Regions from separate parts of the Ovis aries genome. Here all the other regions are linked to region 1. Evidence: chromatin contacts called from public Hi-C data. All regions are on one chromosome and are shown on one strand. The core of a region is the stretch at or near the end of the contact, and the rest is flanking DNA. Distances in the headings are between cores, read along the strand shown. Region 1 holds the start of CCDC63 (coiled-coil domain containing 63). Region 2 holds the start of ARPC3 (actin related protein 2/3 complex subunit 3). Region 3 holds the start of RAD9B (RAD9 checkpoint clamp component B).

What was found. A called contact is a pair of places that touch in the nucleus more often than the background predicts.
Region 2: a Hi-C map of liver shows a contact between it and region 1, with 3 times the contacts expected there. The contact joins the promoter of ARPC3 here to the promoter of CCDC63 in region 1. A contact is called at or near these places in 2 of 16 Hi-C or Micro-C datasets (hypothalamus and liver).
Region 3: a Hi-C map of liver shows a contact between it and region 1, with 5 times the contacts expected there. The contact joins the promoter of RAD9B here to the promoter of CCDC63 in region 1. A contact is called at or near these places in 7 of 16 Hi-C or Micro-C datasets (blood, hypothalamus, liver and 2 more).

Annotation. Positions count from the first base shown.
Region 1 is chr17:54,704,277-54,707,470 of ARS-UI_Ramb_v3.0, reverse strand. It overlaps CCDC63 (coiled-coil domain containing 63), which reads right to left and starts at 1,552. Exons shown (of 10, transcript XM_027980253.3): 1 at 1,371-1,552. The coding sequence starts at 1,429.
Region 2 is chr17:54,365,530-54,368,723 of ARS-UI_Ramb_v3.0, reverse strand. It overlaps ARPC3 (actin related protein 2/3 complex subunit 3), which reads left to right and starts at 1,602. Exons shown (of 8, transcript XM_042234601.1): 1 at 1,602-1,699. GPN3 (GPN-loop GTPase 3) reads left to right here. Exons shown (of 8, transcript XM_042234600.2): 8 at 973-1,609. The coding sequence ends at 999.
Region 3 is chr17:54,406,212-54,409,405 of ARS-UI_Ramb_v3.0, reverse strand. It overlaps RAD9B (RAD9 checkpoint clamp component B), which reads right to left and starts at 1,620. Exons shown (of 11, transcript XM_042234597.2): 1 at 1,571-1,620. The coding sequence starts at 1,607. It overlaps VPS29 (VPS29 retromer complex component), which reads left to right and starts at 1,825. Exons shown (of 5, transcript XM_027956502.2): 1 at 1,825-1,897. The coding sequence starts at 1,895.

The sequences.
Region 1 (3,194 bases), core at 303-2,802:
TCTCATCCTCTGTCGTCCCCTTCTCCTCCTGCCCTCAATCTTTCCCCGCATCAGGGTCTTTTCAAATGAGTCAGCTATTCACATCAGGTGGCCAAAGTACTGGAGTTTTAGCTTCAGCATCAGTCCTTCCAATGAATATTCAGGACTGATCTCCTTTAGGATGGACTGGTTGAATCTCCTTGCAGTCCAAGGGACTCTCAAGAGTCTTCTCCAACATCACAGTTCAAAAGCATCAATTCTTTGGCACTCAGCTTTCTTTATAGTCCAACTCTCACTTTCATACATGACCATTGGAAAAACCATAGCCTTGACTAGACGGACGTTTGCTGACAAAGTAACATCTCTGCTTTTCAATATGCTGTCTAGGTTGGTCATAACTTTTCTTCCAAGGAGTAAGCATCTTTGGTCATGTTTTAACAAAATCTCTACATAACAATGATGTTTCCAACAGATGGCAGTAAAGAATCTTGAAAAAAGGGTGCCTTTGTCTAATTCACAGAGTGATCTCATACTGACCAACAGTGGCTCTGAGTAAGCCAAACCTTGGAAAATCTAAAGAACTCCTCTAGCCTCTGAACTCCGCACATCATCTAACAGTCAGATTTTCTTTCTACTAAGAGGCAGTTACTGCCTGTATAAACATTTTAGATGTAGTTAATGAATCACCTTTCCTTGGACGGAATCTAAGAATGCCTGTTTAACGTTTGCTTCTTCAAACCCTGAGAGCACCTTTCTGTTGCCCAGGGAAAACTATGCATAATTTCTCGGGCCACTCAATTTCAAATATTCAGTCTTGAAGATCCCAAAAGGTCACACAAACAGGAAATGCCCTTTGGGGTATCCACTGCCGGGTGCTTTCCCCTTCTCTGGGAACTCCCCACCTTCACTGCTAGAACCGCTGGGGATACCCATAGCTATTTTCCGTCCTATAGTTCAACCCCCAGACCACAGCTAATTGGGCCAGAAGCAGACACCAGACCCAAGCTGAGACAATCAGATTCTCCCTGCCCTGAGAATTCTGGGATGGATTCTCAGAATTCTGGAATTGATTAAGGACAGTCTCTCTGTGTGGCCCTTGGTAGCTCAAGAATTGAAGGAAGCCATCCCACCAGCCACAGATGAGATCAAGAAAAGGAAGAACAAAACCCATGTGATGAAAGAAACAGGAACCAGCAATGGCTTCTAGTTTGGGTCCTTCCCTGAAACATAGGTGCTCTGCTCCCCTTGGGGTCCCCAAGACACCCTGAACTCTGAGAATATATCTCCTTTCCCCACTGAAGCTATCCCAAATGGGTCCATGCCCCAGAGGCCACATCAGAAGGCAAGCCCCATGAAACCAAAACCCCAAATTTTCTCTGACCATCACTTACTGCTGGTTCATGATCTTCTGCTGGGAGCGGAAGTTAAAGGACTTCCGACTGTCCACCATCTTCCGGAACTGCTGCCTCAGCTTCCGAAGCTCCCCCTCAACCAGCTGCCCTTTGGTCTTCTCTGAAGGTTCCTGGGAACTTTCAGGGTCTTTTCTCCTGTGCTTCTTCTGGGTGAGACAGGGTGGGTATTAAGCAACAGGTTAGGTGACTAGAAAAGCCCACATTTCAACTCAAGGGTGGAGGGCAAGAAGGGTGCTTGGGGCAGAGCTAGAGTTGAAAGACCACCCGTGGGTGATGTCAACTGCTTGTGTGTTACATGGAAAACCTGCCCTGGGTTGCTGAGGTGGAGAGGAGGCTGGGCCTCATTATTACATACTGAAGAGGTGGCCTTGCTGTGTGACTTTGGGTGAGTCACTTAACATCTGAGTCTCCAGTCTTTCATCGATAAAATGGGTGCACACAGATTTGCTGTCAAGATTCCATAAGCTAATATGTGTTTAGTGGACAGCACAATGCCTAACCCCACAGTAAACCCTCTCTATATAGGAGCTATTACCCACCATTGGCATCTTGAAGGAATTGTGCTTTTCCTCTCCTCAGACACCGTACCCAAGGGAGGTCAATGCCAGCAAGTGCTCCTCTCTCTCTCTGCAATGCCCTGTCCAGAGTGGCAAAACAAAGAAAACTTGTGAGCCACCCCTGCTGGTGGGGCCGGACCCAGCAGAACCCTCTCCCTCCTCCCACAGTTTGGCACCAGAGGAGGACACGACAGATGGCTGCCCGGGTGTGAGAAGAGGCTTTTTTTTTTAAAGCAATGTTTTCCTGAAACCTGTTCCTCTCACAATTTATTATTAGGAGCCAGGCAGATGGTTCTGGCATGTTGGTACCCTCTTGCTCCCTGTGTTCCCAAAGAAGAGGGGCAAAATGGCATCAAGGCAGTGTGTCCTCTGATGGGGTTACATTGAAATTCACCCAGCTTCAGCTGTTGAGGATAACCTCCCCTCACTTTTAAAAGCAGGAGCCAGTGGTACTGAGAGGCATTAGGTATTCAGAGGCGGGAACAATGCTAACCCTATGAACCCCATGGGGCTGTAAGATCCACTGCACCCCAACTTCCAGACTTCAGGAACTAAATTCCTAAACTAGAAACTCTGAGCTCCGCCACCCGCTGAAGGGTCCCACGGTGCAGTGGTTTAAAGCATTGCTGTATCAACCATCAAATCTCAGCAAAAATTCCCTCCTTGGCCACTTGTTAACTTTGGACAAGTCATTTCAGGTTTCTGGGCCTTGGTTTCCTCATCTGGAAAACAGGAGAAATTCTAGAAGCCATTTCAGGTTGTTCAGCATGCAAGGCACTAAACCAGGCACAAAGTAAGAACGCAGTAAATGGTATGATGTGGGTCTTTTCATATGATGACAGTTCAGCATAAAAAATATTTATGTGGGCTTATGGGGCATCCAGCATTCCTCTGCCTCCTGTAGCAATACCTGGAATTTCCAGTAGGAAGCCACACCCTCCCTCACTCCTGGTCATTTCCAGATTGGAACCTGTGACTCTGGATGGGCCAATCATAGTGCCAGACCCCTGGCTAATCTGCATAACCTCAAGGCCTTGGCCTGAGTGGTCAGTTCCGTGATAGGTCATGACCCCAAGCAGAATAAATGGTGGAATTTAAGCTTGCACATTCAGGAAGAGAGAAATTGTTTCCTGCTGCACTTTAACCCATGTGAATGAGGTTGCGAGTGGCTGGCAACTCTTCAGGGAGCCTAAGAATAAAGCTATCTTGGAGGACAGAAGACAAACTCAAGAGAAATTTGACCTTG
Region 2 (3,194 bases), core at 353-2,852, 340 kb after region 1:
TGGAACCAGTCTGTCGTTTCATGTCCAGTTCTAACTGTTGCTTACAGTTATGCTAATCTGCATACAGATTTCTCAGGAGGCAGGTCAGGTGGTCTGGTGTTCCCATCTCTTTAAGAATTTTCCACAGTTTGTTGTGATTCACACAGTCAAAGGCTTTGGCGTAGTCAGTAAAGCAGAAGTAGATGTTTTTTTGGAAATCTCTTGCTTTTTCTTTTTTCTGTGGCCCTCGAGTATGCAAAGGGCAAAAACACCCTGATCTAATGTTACTGTCATGTGAGAGAGTCAGAAAAATAAGACACCTTTTCATTTGCCCTCCTCATCCTGCTTGAGCTATACCTCCCTCATTTAGCCTTATGGAGAGTTTGGTGTGTGCTCAGATGGTAAAGAATCTGCCTGCAATTCAGGAGATCTGGGTTCAGGGTTCTCCAGGGAAGAACCCCTGGAGAAGGGCATGGCAACCCACTCCAGTATTCTTGGCCTGGAGAATTCCATGGACAGCAGAGCCTGGTGGGCTACAGTCTATGGAGTCACAAAGAGTTGGACACGACTGAGTGACTAACACACAAGAGGAGGCTTTTTTGATGGGAGCAAAGTAGCCCCACAGTCACCCTCATTAGAGGTTTCCTTGTGTATAATTAGTCTTAAGGGCCCAGTAGATCAGCTCGATCAGGGAAGACTATCTTTACCATCTGAGACCACCAAGGAAGTCTCCTCCTAAAAGGTAAAATTTGGCCAGAAATATAAATGAGAAATCAATTGTGGGAACATGGGACAAAGTAATTCCTTCTGTGGGACTGGCAAAAGAAATGGCCAGAAGCAGCAGTGAACTTGGCTTTTAACCTGAGGTGCTTTCCGGTAAAGATTAAGAATTCCTTAGCTTTTAGTATGTTCCAGGCATGTAAGTTCTAAGCACATTCCATGCAATTCATTTCCTCACAAAACTCAGGTAATCACTGTTATCTCCATTTTCAGATGAGGAAACTGAGGTATGGAGGTTAACTTGCCAAGGTGACACAGCCAATAAATGTTGGAGCTGGATTCAAACCAATTTTTTCTCAACCATTACACAAAGAATCGCAGTACGTAATCACACAAGAGTAGTACACAAATCCCTTCTGTGATCATTTTTTCCTTTTTAAAATCAGTGGACTGAGTTCCTTCTCTTACTCAACACATGTTATTGATGCTTACCTTGTACCGTCCTGTTACAGGTGTAGGGATATAAGCAGTGAACAAAACAGACAGTCCTTGCATTTTTGACGTTCATACGAATGGACAGAGACAAAACCCAAAAGTAAAACATGAATCATAAGAACTGAGGGAAAGGGCAGTGAAGTGGGACTGAATTTAGGATGACCCAGGGAATGCTACTGAAAAGGTGGTCTTGGAGAAAAAACGAAAGAGGTGATATATCTAGGATTCTGTAACCCCGAAATCCACCTCATTCTCGCCCACACTTCACGCAGGCGCGATACTCAGAGCCCCTGCCTAGGGTTCGAGCGCCCCCTGGTGCCCTGTCGGATCCGCGCAGCTGCAGCGGCTAGCCACATACTGCGAGGCCGGAAGCGCGGCGTCCTGCCCTCGCCCTCCCCTTCCGGCTCACTTCCGCCTACCCCGCCCGGGCTGCCAGACCGGAACCGCCGATCTCTACCCAGATTCTCTTCGTTGGGTTTGAAACCGGGGCGCCTCCAAAATGCCGGTAAGTGGGCCAAAGTGGGGGTGTCGGGAGACGGCGGGGATTTGAGAGAGTCGCGAGAAGTCTTGCGTGCGGTGAGAAAAGTAGGCCGAGGAGGGCAGAGAGAAAGCAGGGGCCTGAGAAGGGGAAAGGCCAGAGGAGAGGGACCGGCCTCTGTGGGATTAGGGCGGCCCGGGGATGTCGGCCGGCCGTGGAGGAACAGGGCATGGCAGAGTGGGCCAGAGACCCGGGGCGTGCTGAGGAGACTGCCACAGGTCTGCCCCCTCCTCTCCAAGCTTGATCCTTTTTATCGCTTTTTGCGCCTCTGCCCGTCCCCCCGATTCCAGCGGGGTTCCCAAAGCCTCACTAGAGCCGTGAAGGCAAGGGCTGCCCTTTTAATTTCTCATATCACAGCTAGGGCCCGGCTTCTTTTTTTTTTCCCTGTAGGCCCACTTCCTCCTTTGCCTCTGGAGGCGGGTCCCTTATGCTGCCTGTCGCCTGTCCGACCCCACTTCCCTGACTCCTCCTCCCCTGTCGCCCCGGCAGTGGCTGCCACCCCTGAGCCGCTGGGTTTAGGGCTCTCAGAGCAGGTGCAAGGTCCGCGCCTAGTTTCCACATGTTTGTTTAATGTGCATCAGAGTAGGAGTTAAAATTGATGGTGGTTTGGTTGTTCTTAATTTCTGACAGTCACGGGTAGATTTATCACCATCATGGTCTCCATTTTGCAGATGAGGAAAAAGCATGTTCAGTAACATGTGATGTTTAGCATCTGCTGCATGCCAAAGCACTATTACAGCGGTGAATAAGGCCAACAAGTCCCTATTCTTAAGGAGTCTACATTCTAATGAGGAGACATAATCTGTGAATGTGAATAAAATGGGGGGATTGTTTAAGATAGTGGCAAATGCCATGAAGGTAATAAGACAGCATAGCTAGTGCAGGTGAGACAAGGGGCTGCGTTAGGTGAAGCACATCGGTAATAAAAAGGAGTAAACCATAGTTAAGGTTTGGTGAATCCCATAGCTACCATTTGACTCCTGATGCATGTCAGGCCAACTCTGAGCTACACAGTTTGTATAAATTATTCCCTAATTAATCCTCAGAGTGATTATGAAGTGGATATGTTAGTGGTTTTTCATTTTGCAGAGGAGAAAGTTGAGGCTCAGAGAAGTTAAGTAACTTGCCCAAAGTTGCACACTAGTGTGTAACACACCAGTATGTGTGTGTGTGTTGTGTGTTTGTATTGGGGTGTAGTAGATTTAACAATGTTGTGATAGTTTAAGGTTAACAGCAAAGGGACTCAGCCATATATATACATGTATCTGTTCTTCCCCACACTCCCCTCCCATCCAGGCTGCCACATTACAATGGGCAGAGTTCCATGTGCTGTACAGTAGGTCGTTGTTGGTTATCCATTTTAAATCCATTTTCGCATAAGTTAAAGTTAGTCACTCGATTGAGTCTGACTCTTTGGGATCCCATGGGTCCTACTAGGCTCCTCTGTCCTAGGCAAGAATCC
Region 3 (3,194 bases), core at 371-2,870, 300 kb after region 1:
CAAAAAAACAAAAGTGTGAAAACAGAGCATATAGAAAATGGTTCAAAGGGTCTTCATAACTTCACAGGCGGCAAAGTCAAAACAAGAGAGAAATTAGAGGCATTCAAGATATATCTCTGATGCTTGATCTTGCCAGAAAACACGGTTAGATGCCCTGTCATAAAGAGTAGCTAGCCCTGGATGAAATACTGGACTGATTTGGTATGACACTGTTAGTGTTCTTAAAAATTATAAGTAAAATATATATATATATATATATATATATATATATCAAACAGATATGGGATACTATGTTTCAATAAAAAAGGATGGCTATATCAATTCATGGAAAAGTAGAAAAAAAGGAAAAATAATCCTAGAATGTAAAATCATATTACGCTTAAGAATCAGAGTTGGGAGCATCATACTATGATTGGTCCAGTGGTTAGGAGTCTGCACTAAGATCCCACAAGCCACATGGCATACTAAGAAAGAGAGCGGGGGAATACAATCAGAGCTGGAGGTGTGGGCCTCAAACTGAGAACACAGGATGACTAGGGAAAAAAAAGAAAGTGGCCCTTTTTTAACACTTCACATTCACCACATTTTCCTGGAGCTAGCTAATGAAGACCTTTTGTTCATTCAGTTAATATTCACTGAGCGCCTAGCAGATTCCAAGAGTATAAGCCAAGGCAATGGGGGATATAGCAATGAACAAGACAGGTTTACAGTTCCCACCCTCACAGTGCTTAGGTTCTGGAGGAAAAACAAAATTAAAGAATCATACAAATTATCACTTATTGAGAACTAAAGTACACACTGCAAAAGAGAACTTTCTAGAACTCTGAAAACATGCAACAATGGGGATCTTTTTCTTTCCTGATCATTAATACTGATCCATAGATGCCCTCAACATAGCAGGAGCCAGCTGGGACACAAGATGCCTTTCAATGATCATTTTCAGATTATGATCTGTAGAAAACCATTACTTTTCGAAACAGAGACTTTCTGGAGTAACTTACATGTTTAAAGTACCATTTATAATAAGGATTAGTTCTTTTACATTACCATTTGTTACTGAGCTCTTTACCTGCATTTCATTCCTACAATACTATAATAAAGATGCTGTTATTATTCTCATTTCACAGATGAGGAAACTGAGCCCTGAAGGGATTCAATGGCTTGTCCCAGGTCCTACTTTTAAAAATGGTAGAATTTGGAATGAAAACGAGGTTTATGCTTTTCTCATCGCGCTAAAATACTTTTAACTGTCCAAGCGTTATTTTTCCCAAGTTCCCACACAGTCCTTATCACCCCGAGTTTGAGGCCTACCCTTCCACTACCTTGTCCCGGTGGTGCAACTTCATTTAATGGACACCAATGAATATAAATAATACGCATAAATAAAAGCAGATGAGCCTTCATTTGCACCTCAGAAGTTAACAGGACCCTGGGTGAGTGGATGCTGCCTATGGCCAGGCCTTCAGTCCCTTAGGCACAAAGGCAAAGGTCAAGAAATGAGACCACGGTGGAAACGTCCCCACGCCCACAAACCCTTTTTTACACAGGAAGGCAAGAAAGGCCTCTGCACCTTTCACCTGACTGCCGCTCATCACGCATTTCAGCATGGCTGCAATTCCTAAAAAGTAACGTCACACGGCACGCCTCAGAGCGAGGGCGCCAGATGTTGCCCGGATGTTGCCCGCGCTTCGAAACTTCGCGATTTTGCCCCCACCCCATTTGCCACAGAACAACTTCGCTTTACGGCGGGGAAGGGCCCGCGCAGGCCTCCGTAGAACGGTCTCTTGCTGACCTCTCTTTTCATTGGTGTTGAACGAGGTGGGCGGGTCGCCGAGAAGCGTGAGGAAGAGAAGGCGGCGGTGATTGTGGTGACTGAGCGGAGCCCAGTGACAGGATGGTGAGTACCGCAGCTGCGACCACGGAGGCCTGCCTCTCGCCTGAGGTTCTGCGTCGTTGGGAGCCGCTGGGAGTCTCTGGGCGAGGGCTTGGGTGATCCTGGAGGCCGTGACGGGCGCGACCGCGGCCTGGGCTGGTGCCTGGGGAAAGGCAAAGGAGGAAAGAGAGCGGCCACCTCTGGGTGCGGCCAGCCTGGGCCTTGCATCCCGGCCCCAGGGGCCAGAGGACGTCCGAAGGCGGAAAGGGCCACTCAGCTGCTGCTTCTGTCACGAGATCCGCACGCCCGAGCCGGGGAAGGCTTTGGGCCTGTGCCTTGGGAGTCCCGGAGAAAGGAGCCACGGGATCCCCTCCGTTTCCAGACGTTTCCTAGCTCTTTTCCCGCAAAAAGCACCTCCCGCTTGTTGGTAACCCACTGGTTACCACCCCCATGTGGCGAAAACTGGCTTCTCGGATGCAAAACGGGAAGAAGCGAGTAGAATTATCTACCTGTTTTAATTTGCTGTCTGGGGAAAGGGAATAAGTCTCCTTTCTCCCCTGAAATAACGTGCAGCTGCCATTGAAATGTGGCGGTGTCCCCTCAAAGGACTGGATTTGGCTTTTCATTTTTTTTTGGCTTTTAAGAATTGCTGGAACTACTTGCTTCTTCAGGAGATTGCGACCCTTTAGAGTAGAATTCCTTAGTAGTTTTCGAACTGATGTTGTGAGTACGTATGTTCTTCTAGTTAAAGGGCCATTATTGGCGGCCAAGAGGAATTTGGGAAGCTTTACCTCATTGTCCATCGGATTGCCCCGGACCGACCCATCACCCCCTCACCCCCAATAAGTCGGTACCCCTACGACCTTCCTACGTGAAAACTTGGGAGCTACTGCTGGAGAGGCCTAATAGCTGTTATCAGATTTTCAAAGTGCCCTTGATTTTCAGAAAAGTTAAGAACGGTTTGAAAAGGAGCTCTGATGATCTTGGTGTTTGTTGATAAAAAGGGACTCCTCTCTGTGATGAACATCCAGTGCGTTTTTAAAATAATCGTGATTCTATAACAAGCAACCTTTAAGGTGCCTTATAAACGTGACATTCGTGATCTGTGGTTCTTTAGTACTTTGTATATGTTAGAGACTCTAATCTCACTTACGATTTTTGCTTCTAAACAGACTCCAGATTAGAGTAGTCCAGTTAACATTAATTTTGAGACATCTTATCCCGGGGAAAAGATGAAATTACCTGACATGATTTAGGTATTCATGTTTCTGAGGTTTTTTTGAGAGGTAGTTTTTCAGGGTAGTTGTACTGAAGTAGATTC